Linked DNA regions of Mus musculus: region 1 is linked to region 2. The links are chromatin contacts, called in public Hi-C maps. All regions are on one chromosome and are shown on one strand. Each heading gives the region's core, a stretch centred on a gene start, on an enhancer-like site or on the middle of the called end of the contact. The rest is flanking DNA. Distances are from core to core; before and after follow the strand shown.

Region 1 (3,978 bases), core at 40-2,539, 560 kb after region 2:
TATCAAATTTTAAAAATCTTTAAAATTAAAAAAAAAGAAATTAAGTTTAACAGTAGCTCCTATTTGGGGATCTCCTTGGTGCCTTGTGGCCACCTAGATGGTAGGTCTTGTTATCTTCACTTGATGATGAAGTAACAGACTGATCTATTTGAAACAGTCTCTTAAAAAGGACTGCCCAAGCTGAGCCTTGACTCTAGCCTGATACAAAGTTTGGTCTCAAATGGTTCCTGTTTGTAGCATTGACCGGGCAGTTCCTAACTGGTTGGTACAACTCTCTGAGCCAAGAAAGGGTTTCCCCATGAATCACTTATTTGATTCTGTCCAGATCCTTAAGAAGGGTATTTAACATTACCCACATGTTGCTCTCCCTCCCTTCCTGGCTTGTGCCCCCTAGAGTACAGTATCGGAAATTCATCCACTTCTAGGTACTCTAGGTATAGGGCGCAGAGGGAACTAATGTAGACTTGTGAATGAAGGACACTGGACACCCGAGCCAGGGCAGAGATTTGAGAGAAGCCACCTGAAAAGCAAATGTCTGAGTTGGAGTGGAAGGGGCAGGTGTGACACACACCCCTACACACACACACAATCTATATCTACAGTGACACGTGCTAGTGTGCTAGACACAGTTGGGTGTGATTTAAGGGCTTTGTAGTCATCTCTTTTAATCCTCAGAATGTTTCATGTAATTCTGAAAACTTGTTTAGTACAAGTAACATCAACCTGGTTTTCCAGATAAAGAACTTTGGGTCCGAGCCCACAAGGCTACGCAGCTAGCTGAGCTGGACCGGAACTCTGGTCATCCACACGCCTTCTGCCAAAGCCAGGAGGGAACTGAGAAGTGCCCCTGCAAAACTGCGGGCCTGGCCTGGCTCTCCTTGGCTTCTAGAACCAGGAAAGGAGGCTCCAGGTGTAACTATGACGGCCCCCCACTTTCCTCTTGGCTCACTCGGGGTTCCCACAGCTCTCACCCCCGCTGCCCCAAGCAGGGCTGGGCTTGCAGCAGGATAACTGGGTCGGGCACCTAGGTCCAGGGTGAAATATCAGATGACACCTGCAGGGTGGCCTGGATTTAGATGAACCCCGAGAGCCGCTCTTGCAGCCTGGATGTAGCCCCTACTCCTCGACCGGCCGAACCCAGAGACGGAGGGTGGGGGGCGGAGAGGCGAAGGGGTGTGTGTGCTGTGGCCTGCTGAGTACCCCCTGGGGCTTCCTCAAAGCAAGCCAGGAACCGCCTACCACCGAGCCAGTGCGTTGTTTTTCCATCAACAAGCGGCTTACGTAAACTCCCCGCCGCCTCCCAGGGCTGCCAGCGCGGGGGAGGCGCCCTATCTGATCGGGTCTCAGCCAGTGTAGGGGTATCCTGCGTGCCCAGACACAGGCCACCAGCACTCAGGAGGGAGAGCAAGGTCCCCTTCCCCACACCCACTTGGGGGACCCCACCTTCATCTTGCGATTCCACTGTCCTGTCCTGCAAGGAAAACCTCTTCACCTGCCCGCAATGAAGAGCATGTCCTAGAGAGACGGCCAGATGGCCAGCCACCAGCTCACCTGCTCTGCACTCCTTCTTAGTGGGGCATGGGGGTTGGGGAGCAGATTGGTATCTGATAGTGAAGACCAGAGCAGCAATAAAAAAGAAACCCACAAAGAAAACAAAAAACGTGTTTTGTTTAGAAAACTTTTCAAAATCATAGAAAAGTCATTATAGACCATGAACATGCCCATCCTAAAGTTCCCAGTTTTTAAACTTTTGCCTCTTTCCAACCCCTTCTCCAAGGTATCTTTGAATCAAGGGCATATTATTATTCCCATTTTACAGATGGTGACGTTGAAGTTGAAGTAATTTCTCCAAAAGACCCAGGGGAGCTGGAATTAGACTTACACATCTCAGCTGAAAAACAGTTTACCCTGTGTTTTTCTTAATTTTTAGAACTACATTTGTGTGTGTGTATGTGTGTGTGTGTGTGTGTGTGTGTGTGTGTGAGAGAGAGAGAGAGAGAGAGAGAGAGAGAGAGAGAGACCCCATCTGAGTGCATATGGTGGTCAGAGGACAACTTTCCAGAGTCTGTACCTACCTCCCATCAGGTGGGGGCTAAGATGGCAAGCACCTTTATCTGCTGAGACAACTCAGCCCTCCCCACCTCTGTCCCTCCCCCTCCCCTCAACTTCCCTATCTCCCCACCACCCCCACACACCCGTACACTCACTTTGCATTTTTAAAGTTATATTCCCCTACTTCCCCCATGACTACTATACACATAGTCTATGCAGATACCCAGAGCTTTTCCTATCAGTTTCCTTATCAAGATCTTTCCACAGACACCCTTCACACAGGGCTTTTGTTCAGTGTGCACGACTCTGAGCTTTGCCATAGAGATTTTTCCATATAGGAAATTAAAAACTCCTCTGTTCCTTTAAACCAGTGTATATTATTCCACTGAATAGACAGTTGAATATGCGCCCTTCACTAGCTCCCTGTGGGTGAGGAACCAGGCTGCTTCCAGACTGTTAGCATAAGCAGAACTGTGGCAAATGATCTGCATTAGGACAGCGAACTGTGTATGTATGGGGATATTTGCATGGTGGATTCCTAGAGATGAAAATTGTGGGTTAAAGGGTATGCAGATTTTTAATTTACTCAGATATTGCCAAATCTCTCCTCCGGGAGGGTGCCCCAGTGTTCCCTCCCACTTACAATGAATGGAAATGCTTCTCTCCCACACCCGTGCCAACACAGCGTGTTATCAAACTTTCTGATCTTTGTCAATCTGTTAGATAGAAAATGGTATCTCAGAGCTGTAATCTCTTCTCTCCTGCTACAAGGGAGGTTGACCGTGTTTTCATCTGACTAAGAATCATTTACGTTTCCTTTCCTGGGAACTGTTTGTCTATCTCCTCTGCCTATCTTTTTAATTAGGTTGTCATTCCCCCCCCCCCAATACGTAGGAGCTCTTAAAATAACAGAGATAGCAGCCTTTTGTCAATAACATATGATATGTCTGTAATGTATGTGCCTTTTGACTTTGTTTATATCATTTTCTCTTGTGGAAATAGAAATAATTTTATGTGGCTAAACGTATCCATCTTTTCATTTATAGATTCAGAGTTTTGTTTGAAATTCATTTTCCAAAGGACTTCAGGAAAAAAAAAGAAAAAAGAAAGCTGACAGCGGTAGTGCAAGCTTTTAATCTTAGCATTCAGGAGGCAGAGGCAGGAGGATCACTAGAGTTCGAGGCCAGCCTGGTCTACAGAGTGAGTTTCATGGCAATCAGAGCCACACAGAGAAAACCTGTCTGGAAAAACAAAAATAAAATAAAATAAAATAAAATAAAATAAAATAAAATAAAATAAAATAAAATAAGAGTTCACCACAGGAATGGCTTTAAAAACAAATTCTCATTGTCTTTATTCCAGAGTTTGTTCTGTTGTATGGTGTGAGGCTGGGATTTGGCTATTTCTCCGTAGGTGGCTATCTGGCTTCCTCTCAACCATATATATCTTTTTTTTTTTCTTTCTAGTGGTGCAAACAAGTGGACACACACACAAATACCTGAGACTGTAGGTTCATAACCCTGCCTTTACACTTCCCAAACTGAGATCACAGGTGGTTCCAGCACACCTCTTCTTGAACTTTGTATTTGTGGAATTACACAGTGAGTACTCCTAAGTGAACAGGAATGGTGGGGTCCCTTACATGGATGCTCTTGCTACTGTGATAGATCATTTCCATTTCGTTGCTATATAATACTTCATTATAGAAGCCCACTACAAGTCTTTTATCTAGTCTTTTCCTGTGGGTGTTTAAGTTACTTCCAGTTCGGGACCTGTGTTAGTTACTTTTTTATTGCTGTGAAGAGACACCGTGACCAAGACAACTTAGAAAAGAAAGGTCTATATGTTGGCTTGCTTTCAGTTTTAGAGGGTTAATTCATGATCACCATGACAAGGAACATGGTGGCAGGTGGGTAGGCACGGTGC
Region 2 (4,071 bases), core at 739-3,238:
AATAATGAGACTACAGTACACAAGAGCTGTCTCTAGTACTTGAGCTACCATGCCTTGAATCACATTGAACCCCTGGCTGTCCTAGAGCCCAGGCCTCTAAGACTGCCTGGAGCTCCCTACCAACTACCTATGGCTGCCAAAAGCCATCTGTTGAGAACTTGAGAGGTAGGTCTGGTCTCAAAGGCCAGCTGGTCTCTTACTATCTCTGTAGTCTTGGTTATGAAGACCAAGGGAAATGACATCTGCCTTCAGTGGGCTGGAACAAGAATAGATGAGATATGGAGTACCTAGCCCAGTCCTGGGTACATTCAAGGGTGCTTATACTTTCCAACTCTTATCCCTGCCATGACAGAATGCTGCCCAGAGACCTCACTGCAAGTCCATCTGGCCAGAGCCCAGTCTCTGTCCCAGTCCTGTGTGCTAAGGCCACCTCATTTCCATAAAGACAGAGACTTAGGGAACTGGGGACACCAGAAGGAACTTACATTTCTACAGTTTGGTGATCCTTGGTAAGGGTTAAGCTACCAAACATCTTTTCTGAAATAGGTGACCACAATACTTAGTACATAGCACTACTGTGAGGCCCAGGTAGATTGAGGTCCCCCAAAAAGTTCAGTGCCTATAAAAATCCTAGGCAAACAATGGCTTTTGATAAACTAGGCCATTATTTGGAAGTGGTGAGTTGGAAAACCTGTTAGAGAGAATGCCTTCCAAATATCATCCATGTTTACCTTTATAGAAGGCCACTGTGAATGAGGGCCTGGTATAAAAAAGAGGAAGGTGGGTTAGACAGCTTCAGTCCTTGCCCCAATGTCATACACCCTTAGCATTCAAGTCCAGTTATGATGAAGCCCCAATCCACACTGCTAAGGTTTGTTCTGAAACATTTGCTATATTATATGAGGTTTGACCCAGAAGTCTTTCCTGTCCCCCAAGTGTGTCTTTTTGCTGCTTGTTCCTTCCTTCTGCTGTCAGGGAGTAGAAAATTCCAACCCGTTGGCAGCTATGTCTCCTGGAGTTTGTGTTGATTCCATTTTCATAGGGGCACTGAATGGCTCTACCACTTCATATGGTTGGATGGTAGATTCCCAGCTTACAGATGGAGCTATTTAAATCCCCCTTTCCTAACCCAAAATTTTAACTTCTGCACTCAGTGGGGGAAGAGGAAGAAACAGAAGCACAGGACATCTGACATTTACCCAGACAGTAGCTACCCATGGATGCTGGGTAGATAACACCAGATTCAAACAGACATCTGGCTTAGGCTTATCCTAGCACAGCATGATCTTTGTGCCTTCATAAGATGGTTCTGGAGAGATGTACTGGGAAGGGCCTCCGAACTACTTTTTGAGGTTTCTGACTATAGCTGACCCCGGCTGCTTCAGACAGTAGATTTGTAATCCTTCCCTTTGGAAGTAGCACCATTGAAACAACCTAGTAGGTTTCTCACTCTGATAAAGTTATATATACTATGGACAAGGTCTGTGTACATGGGGAAAGAAGCTCACAGATGCTCAGCACTGATGCCAGAAGTCAAACCAAGGACCCTGTTCATGTTAGGCAAGCATTCTATCACTGGGCCATACCTCCAGCCAAGGCATTTCTCTTTAAAACACATGGGCTTTTCTCCATGTCCTACTCTGTTCATATGTGTTGGCTGGTTGGTACTGTACTTTGTTGTTTTCCTAGCCTTCCTTAGTACTTTTTGTGGGTAGGCATCTCTCCTCGTAAAGCTTAGCAGGGGGACAGTACCTGTATCCATTTAACAGGGCACTATGTTTTCTACTCTTGGGAAGATACAGTAAAAGATATTTTCTAACCAAGACCTAGGGGGAATAAGACCCCTGCTGTCAGACTGCGGCTTCCTCTGTGAGGAAAAGGCATTTGCAGTGAGCCATTAAAGCTCAGTGGCTAGAAATACAGCTCTCCCTGGGAGATTTGCTTAAATGATGCGAAGCTGCACACAGCAGCCTGGCTACCCACAGCTACAGCCTGCAAGTCACTGAGCTGATTCAGGAAAAGGAGAGAGAAGCCCAGAATATGCAAGTTCCAGCTCATGCCACGGAGCGGGGGAAGCTGAAAACCCCATTTCCCAGTTTCCTTGTGCCAGGCAGGAGAGTCCACACTCTCGAGGTTTAGTGAGGCCAGGGGAGTGGGAACAGGCAGTGTTAGATAGGGAGAACACACCACCGGCTACTCACGGGCCTTGAGCGCTGGATCTTGGGAGGCGGCGGCCGAGTGGGATGAAGTCTTTGTTGCTGCATTAAAGTGGAAACTTAAAACATCAGTTCACAATGAGATGGCCCTATGCACCTCTACACATGGCCTGGGAAAAAGCCTTGAGGTATCCACACTAGAGCCTGGAGTCCGTGGGGTACCTGCTGTTCCTCCCCGCACTGTCCTGCCCTCCCTCTGTTAACTTTCTAGTCCTGGCCTCTCTATGGCCTGGATCATCACAACTGTCTCCTCAGCAAGCTCTCTTGCTCTGATCTTTCATTTTCTTCTCAGGTCAGGGACACTTTGTAAACTGCAGCATGATACTACACCACACCATACCACACCATACCACACCCACTTTTAAAACCATCAGTGGATGTTCCTGATCTTAGATGGCATGCCTAGATTCTGCTAGTTGCACTATATAGATTTTTCCCAAAGTTCAATTCATGCTTAATGTGGGAAGACCTTCAAGTGGTACTGGGCTCTGATGCCTCACTTCCTATCTGCCCCTAGAGGAGGAGTGACTTCCCTATTCTGATTGGCCTGGCAAATGTGGTCTTGATCTTTAAGGCCCAGTGCAGGTCAGATGCTGTCTCCAGTACTGTAAGTGCACAGGGCCTCTGTTGACATGTGACTGGCTTATGGGAGATCATCTGGCCCCCTAGCCTCATGCCCCCATTTTAAACAGTTTGTTTCTTGGAGGGATCTATTGCTGTGCCTACAGGCGGCTGAATGGGACTTGGAGAGGGAGGAGCCTGCTCTGCTGAACAAAAACAATTTGAAGAACGTGCTTGGCTTTGGCAGTCGGGATGTGGATCAACAGTAGGCTAACTTCTTAGCTTTCCTCATGACTTTGTCCTCACAACAGCCCGACAACATGTAATACAAGTAGGAAAAGGCAGGCAGAGCAAGGGTCAGAAAAGATCTAAGTTCAAGACTGAGGACCTCTAATTAGCTTTCATCCATTTTGTCAGTTATTTCACAAAGCTATGCCACCATTTGATAATGACTATGGCAGCAATGGCCAGCATAGGAGCCAATGGCCACACTGGTAGACATTTAGCACCAAGATGTGCTGAAAGTGTAGAATATTCACTAGATCTCAGGGACTTAGGAAAGAATATAAAATATCTCATTACTAATTTTTATACTGATTTCATGTTGATGGGAACACTTTGGGAACTTTGGGTGAAATATGTTATTAAAATCAACCCCATTTGTTTCTTTTACTTCTTACATGCCTTACTTAGAATTTCCCACATGATTCAGAGGTATGGGCTTACATTACATGTTTTCTCACCAGTGCTGACTTGGCCTCACTTGGTATGGTCTCTGCACCTGACCCCTAGAAGGCTGGGCCTATGTGGCAGGCATCCCTGTAGCCTGAGGGTCTTGGTAGAGCAGCACCCAGAGAGCAGGTGTGGGTGGAAGATGACCTTTGGTCATTAGCTGGACGAGGGCCAAGCTGCCTGCCTGGTGTCCCTTCTGTAGTTGGGAATGTTGCCTAGACAGATGGGCATAGCTGCCATGTTTCGTCCTCTTCATGGCTTACAGGAAGTGTGTAAGACAGAAGGGCACAGAGCTTCTATGTCACTTCTAAGGAAAAAGATGAAGAGGGTGCATGGGTCTCTCTGGCCAGGTGCCCTGTCCTGACCCTGCTGCCTCTCCTGTTTCTGTCACGTTTGGAATTTTTTTTTTCCTTCAAGACTGTGTATCCCTGGCTGTCCTAGAACTCACTCTGTAGACTAGGCTGGCCTCGAACTCAGAAATCCACCTGCCTCTGCCTCCCAAGTGCTGGGATTAAAGGTGTGCACCACCACTGCCTGGTGCATTTGGAGTTTTAATATTGCA

Evidence for each region. A called contact is a pair of places that touch in the nucleus more often than the background predicts.
Region 1: a Hi-C map of cerebral cortex shows a contact between it and region 2, with 4 times the contacts expected there. The contact joins two enhancer-like sites. A contact is called at or near these places in 8 of 39 promoter capture datasets (the HPC-7 cell line, cranial neural crest, frontonasal cranial neural crest and 4 more), 7 of 15 datasets of contacts at CTCF or cohesin (the G1E-ER4 cell line, the NIH/3T3 cell line, embryonic stem cells and 3 more), 198 of 484 Hi-C or Micro-C datasets (the 63-12 cell line, the AML12 cell line, B cells and 107 more), 25 of 115 datasets of contacts at active chromatin or transcription factors (Th17 cells, astrocytes, cardiomyocytes and 16 more) and 2 of 9 other capture datasets (embryonic stem cells and embryonic tail).

Annotation. Positions count from the first base shown.
Region 1 is chr2:38,378,137-38,382,114 of GRCm38.p6, forward strand. No RefSeq gene overlaps it. Among named protein-coding and RNA genes, the nearest start is that of Gm13584, 11 kb to the left of the region's middle. Within about 2 kb of position 1,290, at least 39 of the 459 cell types and tissues checked have an H3K27ac peak or open chromatin away from gene starts, as enhancers often do. A contact at or near this core is called in cerebral cortex, where this site is marked.
Region 2 is chr2:37,820,348-37,824,418 of GRCm38.p6, forward strand. The region is part of intron 19 of Dennd1a (DENN/MADD domain containing 1A); the gene reads right to left. Among named protein-coding and RNA genes, the nearest start is that of Crb2, 46 kb to the left of the region's middle. Within about 2 kb of position 1,989, at least 3 of the 459 cell types and tissues checked have an H3K27ac peak or open chromatin away from gene starts, as enhancers often do. A contact at or near this core is called in cerebral cortex, where this site is marked.